Regions from separate parts of the Anser cygnoides genome. Here region 2 is linked to region 1. Evidence: chromatin contacts called from public Hi-C data. All regions are on one chromosome and are shown on one strand. Each heading gives the region's core, a stretch centred on a gene start, on an enhancer-like site or on the middle of the called end of the contact. The rest is flanking DNA. Distances are from core to core; before and after follow the strand shown.

The links. Hi-C and Micro-C count contacts between places; a contact is called where the count stands out from the background.
Region 2: a contact with region 1 is called in a Hi-C map of liver, with 4 times the contacts expected there. The contact joins the promoter of SIX4 here to the promoter of SLC38A6 in region 1. A contact is called at or near these places in 2 of 7 Hi-C or Micro-C datasets (both in liver).

The regions. Positions count from the first base shown.
Region 1 is chr5:60,583,624-60,586,418 of Taihu_goose_T2T_genome, reverse strand. It overlaps SLC38A6 (solute carrier family 38 member 6), which reads left to right and starts at 1,275. Exons shown (of 16, transcript XM_066997382.1): 1 at 1,275-1,496; 2 at 1,604-1,719; 3 at 2,410-2,483. The coding sequence starts at 1,311. It overlaps TRMT5 (tRNA methyltransferase 5), which reads right to left and starts at 1,235. Exons shown (of 5, transcript XM_066997380.1): 1 at 1,111-1,235. The coding sequence starts at 1,115.
Region 2 is chr5:60,715,691-60,718,642 of Taihu_goose_T2T_genome, reverse strand. It overlaps SIX4 (SIX homeobox 4), which reads right to left and starts at 1,688. Exons shown (of 3, transcript XM_013182970.3): 1 at 417-1,688. The coding sequence starts at 1,309. It overlaps MNAT1 (MNAT1 component of CDK activating kinase), which reads left to right and starts at 2,267. Exons shown (of 9, transcript XM_066997383.1): 1 at 2,267-2,426. The coding sequence starts at 2,338.

The DNA.
Region 1 (2,795 bases), core at 26-2,525:
TAGAAGAGAAATTATTCATTTTATAGACATTATGTAATCATTCCATTAAAAAGGCTGCAAATCACATGGATTTGCTGGTCTCTTAAACTAGAATTTCCATTAGTACCAAAGAACCCACAATAGCTTTGTAAAAGCTCTTTATTATGAATTATACCCTACAAATCTCTGTCCTTCTGCAAACGCATTTTTAAACTTTAGCTAACTTGAAGCAGTGAGACAAGCCTCTCCTGCCAAAACCCAACGGCCTCTCTCTATTCTAATAAATGCAGTATTAATCCCAGCAAGCCAAATAAAAAAATTCTACCATCTTGACCCTGCTGTTGGATCTCTTCTGATAAGATGCATTACCAAGCAGCGGTTGCTAGAAAACAGTTACCAGCAACAGTGGTCACTGTTGCTCTGTAGCAATTCCTGCCTCCTGTAGCCCCGTGTAGGGGGTTACACGCTCTGTAGTGTCATTACTTCACGGACCGCCTCAGTTGGCAGAAAGACCACGGGTTAAAGGCAGAGTTCTCCTGCAGGTACGGGGAGGAATTAGTAACGCCTGTTCAGAGACCGAACCACTCTGCACAGCTCGTTCGTGAGCACGGCGACCTGAGCAGTAGCTCCGCACACCTTTAAGTGCTTCCCCCGCCGCAGACAGCCTGAGGGGCCCTGCCTTTCCCTCCTGACGGGGACCGACGGGGCCGGCAGGGCTGGAGCCCGACGTGCTCCCTGACTGCCCGGGCAGTTTGCTTTCAGCCCGGGGGCTGGCGGCGACAACCCAGCTCCGAGCCAGCTCCCGGCAGGGCGCTCCTCCCTGCCCCGCTGGCTCACAACCAAACACCGCGTTCCCCGCGGAGGGCCGGGGGTGCCCGGGGAGGGGCCTGGCGAGGCCCCACCGGGGGCCGCGACCCCCAGACGGCGGCGGGGGTCCCGCAGCCGCTCCCCCAGCACGGCCCGGCCCCGGCCGCGGCCTAGGCCCAGGCCGGCCCGGGGCAGCCCCGCGGGTAGGCCGCGCGGTTGCCATGGCAACCGGGGGTGGGAGGGGGGGGAGCTGGGGGGAGCGGTAGCCATGGCAACCGCGCGCCCGCCACCCCCCCCCCCCCCACTCACCCACCCCGCCCTCACCTCATACCGAGCCGCGCCGCGCGCGCCGGCGCCGCCGTGACGTCACCGCCGCCGCGCGCACCGTGACGTTGAGGCCGCTCCGCCCGGCCGAGAGGCAGGGGGCGGGGTTTGCGTCGTGGCCACGCCCCCTCCGCCTATAGCCACGCCCCCTCGGTGCGGCTCGGCCCCGCCCCTCCCGGAGCCGCGGCGCGGGCGGGGCCATGGAGGAGCCGCGGGGGGCGCGGGGCCGGGAGGGGGGCGCGGGGCCCGGGGATGGGCACCGGGACCGGGACCGGGACCGGGATGGGGACGGGGACCGGGGTTGGGACTGGGATCAGGACCAGGACCAGGACCGGGATTGGGACGAGTCCGCCCCGCTGCTGCTGCCGCCGCCGCCGCCCAGCAGCGTGCGTGAGAGGGGGGGCGCCGGGAGGGGCTGGGGGGGGCTCGGGGCAGGGGTTTGGGGTCGGGGTTTGGGGTCTCGCCTCACGCCGCCCTGCCCTTCCTTCCCCAGCGGCCCCCCGGCTCCTCCTTCGGCTGCGCGGTGCTGAACCTGATGAACGCGATCATGGGCAGCGGGGCGCTGGGCTTGTCCTTCGCCATGGCCAGCACGGGCGTCCTGGGCTTCAGGTGAGCGGGGGGATTAATTACGGGGGGGAGGGTGATTAATTACAGGGACAGGGACAGGGGCCCAAGGAGCAGCGAGTACCGTGTGCTGTGGGCATCCCTGGGTGAGCTCTCATGCCTCTGGTTGCTCACATCTGGCCCAACGCGAGCGCTGCCCATATTTGCTGCTCGGTGCTGATTTATTGGGCGTTTCTCCCACCGGACCCATATATTTACATCCCCCTGCACCGATATATTTATGTCCGAGCACCGCCGTGCTGCAGAAATGGGCCTTTGGGAGCGGGGCGCCTGCCCACCCAAAATGCGTGAACCCACTGGTGGTGCCGCTGCCGGGTGCGTGCACCGAGCTGGGAGTGGGCCGGGGCTGTCAGCTCTCACCGCCTTCTGGTCACAAACCTGGCTTTATTTCAAGTTACCCTTTGTGTTCCTGTGTGCACACGTTTCTGTGTCACGTCCTCGCTGCGATTCATGTCTTCACCCTACGCAGTGGTGCACGATACGAGAAGCGGTGGGGATTAGCAGGGGTTGGGACAGTCAGCGACCAAGTGAACCACAGTCAGCAAAGAAAAGCCATAAAATGAGGAAATTGTGTCCTGTGATACACTGTTTGCAATGGAATCTTTTTTTTTTTAAAAAAAAGAAACTGCATTGACCTGTAAAAATGCCTTAAATTTCACCCTCTTGTATTTTTAGCATCTTGCTGCTGATTGTTGCCAGCCTTGCCTCTTACTCTGTGTTTCTTCTGCTCAGTATGTGCATTCAGACTGGTAAGTGGGAAGGATTTATCTAACAGTGAAATTTTTCCTTGCCTGTAGTACAAAGACATGAACCCCTACAATTATTATAATTAACAACATGTTAACATATCGCCATGTCTGCTTCACTGCTGTTGAAATACGTTAGGTTTTTAATGATTGCTAATTGCCATAGAATTGTAATTTCAAAATGTATTATAAAAAGGAAGTGCAAAACTATCTGGTTTCTAGATTTTCAGTTTTACTTTTTTTCAAAATACATCTATCATCTCTCCAAAAAGAGAGATCCTGTATGTCTGTAGCAAAATTGTTTTGGTGCCAGTT
Region 2 (2,952 bases), core at 439-2,938, 130 kb before region 1:
GCTCTGAAACCCGAGCCCGGCCCGCTCCCGAGTCAGGTTTCAAAACAGAGCGGGACCCCACACCCCCGCGCGTCAATGATTAACTCTGTCAGGCGCAATAATTAAATAAAAACAACGAGGAAACAAACAGCGTGTGTGTGAGTGTGTGCGTGTGTCCCCCCCTCCCCCCCGGGGCTCCCCCCCCCGGGGGCCGGGGGGGGCCCGGAGCAGAAGTTCTCCTTGTGCCGCCTCCCCGCGGGGCTGGGCGGGCGTGGGGGGAGCGGGGAGGGGGAAGGAGGGGAGGCCGGGGCACGGCGAAGGTAAGCGCCATGTTTGCGAAGGGAAGAAAGAGCCGGGAAAGGGAAGGCGGCAGGCGGCGAGAGGGGGGCGGGGAGGGAGAAAAGAAAAAAAAAAGTAAAAAAAAAGTTTGCGCTCACCTTTTGGACTGCGTCTCCGAAGGGTTGCGGTCCCGCTGCCTGCGGTTCTTGAACCAGTTGCTGACCTGGGTGAGGGACAGCCCGGTGATCTTGGCCAGGTTGCGCTTCTCGGCCGGCGAGGGGTAGCGGTTCTGCTTGTAGAGCTCCTTGAGCGCGTTGCGGGACTTCTCCTTGAAGCAGTACACCGTCTCCTCGCCGTCCCAGATCGTCCTGGGCAGAGGGTATTTCCTCCGCAGCCTGTACTTGTCCACCGCCCCCAGGGGTCTGCCCCGGGCTCGCTCCGCCTCGGTGTAGCGAGCTTTGTACCAGAGCTCCTGCAGCAGCGGGTGGTTGGACGAGTCGAAGTTGTGGCTCTCCAGGATGCTGTAGAGCTCGGCGTAGATGCCCTGGTGGAAAGCCACCAGCGCCCGGGCTTTCATCAGGCTCTCGTTGCCACGTAGCAGATCGCTTGGGGGCAAAGACCACAGGAACCTGGCCAGGCGGTCCAGGTTCCCACCTTGCTGCAGCGCCTCGCACACGCAGGCGACGTGGTCCGGGGAGAAAGCCAGGGGGGTCTGCGAGGAAGACGACGACGAGGAGGACGACGAGGACGAGGAGGAGGACGACGACGAGGAGGAGGAGGAGGAGGAGGGCGAAGCGGCGGCCGCAGCGTGGTGGTTCCTGGCCAGAAGTTCCGTGTGGAGCAGTACCTGCTCGGCGGCCGCCTCCTCCCCGCCGTGCTCCATGGGGAACGGGGCGGCGGCGGCGGCGGGGGGGGGCGGCGGCGCCGCGGGGTTCAGGGCTCCCGCCGCCGCCCCGTCGGGGGGCACGGCTTCGGAGAGCATTTCCATCACATTTTCCTGCTTGATCTCCACCGCGCTCGTGATCTCGGCCGTGGGGGAGGCAGAAGACATGGTTTGTTTTCCTTTTTGTTTTTTTTTTTTCCTCTCCCCCCCTTTTTTTTTTTCCTCTCTCTCTCTCTCTCTCTCTGCAAAGTCCACTCCTCCTCCTTCTCCTCCTCCTGCTCTCGGCCGGCTCTAGCCGATCAGGTTTCCTCCCGGCCACGCACCGACCATTAACGACCGCTGCTATGGCCAAGCCGTGCAATCGGGCTCCGCTCCGCCGCTCCCCCCAGCGTGACTCCCGGCCCCGCCGCAACACTATATGGCCCCGCCGCCCGCTGCCCCGGCCGCGCCCGCCCATTGGCTGAGCCGCGACGAGGGGGCGGGGCCTCCCGCGTCCCCATGGCAACCGTCAATCAAGCGGCCCCGCTCCCCCCCCCCCCCCCCCCCCCCCTCCTCCTCCTCCTCCTCCTCACGGGCACCTCCACCTGGAGCCCCGCGGGCGGAGAAAAGAGAAACGTGAAGGAATTAAAAAGGAATAAAAGGGAGAAGGAACGTAATAAAAAAGGAGTGAAACAGAAGTAAAAGGAAAAAAAAAAAGTTTTAAAAAAATAAATAAAAAAAAAGACGTGGAACCGCTCGGGGAGAGGAAAAGCGAGGGCGCCTCAGGCGGCGCTGCCCCGCCGGGCAGGGGCTCACCTCAGGCCGCTGCTGGCTGCAGGGCGGCGGCGCCCCTCGTCCCCTTCACCCCCCCATTGCCCCCCGTTGTGCCCCGTTGTCCCCCGTTATCCCCAATTCCCCCCCCCGGTTCACCCCCCCCCCCCGTTACAACCGGAGCTGCTCGGCCCGGCCCCCGCCCAGCCGTGAGGGCAGGTGCTGCCCGCGGCGGCTCGTACCTGCTCGGCCCGGCCCGGCCCGGCCCGGCGGCGCTGCTGGGGGCCGGGGAAGGCGAGGCAAGGCCGGGCCGAGCCGGGCCGGGCCGGGCGGAACGCGCAGGGCGGCGGGCGGGGCCGGCGGGGCCCTTTGGCGGCGGCACCGGGCGGCGGAAGGCGGAAGGAGGGAGGGAAGGAGCTGGGGCGGTGGGGGGGAAGGCGGCGGCCATGGACGACCAGGGCTGCCCGCGGTGCAAGACCACCAAGTACCGCAACCCCTCCCTGAAGCTCATGGTCAACGTCTGCGGCCACACGCTGTGAGTGCCCGGCCTCGGGGCCGCCTCTCGGAGCGGGGCAGCGCCCGCTGGGGCCCGGCCGGGAGCCGCCGCCGGCCCCGGGGCGGGGGTTGTGAGGGGTTGGGGGGGAGTTGGGGGGCTGTGGGGGGAGTTGGGGGGCTGTGGGGGGAGTTGAGGAGCGTTGAGGAGCTGTGAGGGTTTGTGAGGGGCTGTGGGGAGCCGTGGGGGTTTCTGGGGGGCTGTGAGGTGCTGTGGGGAGCTGTGAGGGGTTTTTGGGGGGCTGTGAGGCTCAGGACACGCTGTGGGGTGTCAGGATGCAGGACCGAGAAAGGAAGGGCAAGGCTTCTTGGTTAAACGTCTGCTGTGTTCAGTGCAGTGCTTGGATAATTAAGAAATCTTAATCCTGATCTACCTACCTATATATTTATTGGTGTGTCAGTTTTCCTAATGAACGGTGCTTTCTCTGAAGGGTTGATGCTGCTTTAAATAGTGGAGAAGCCTCTTCTGAGCCGGTGCCGCCTGCGTTGTTTGTTCTTACGTTATCTCT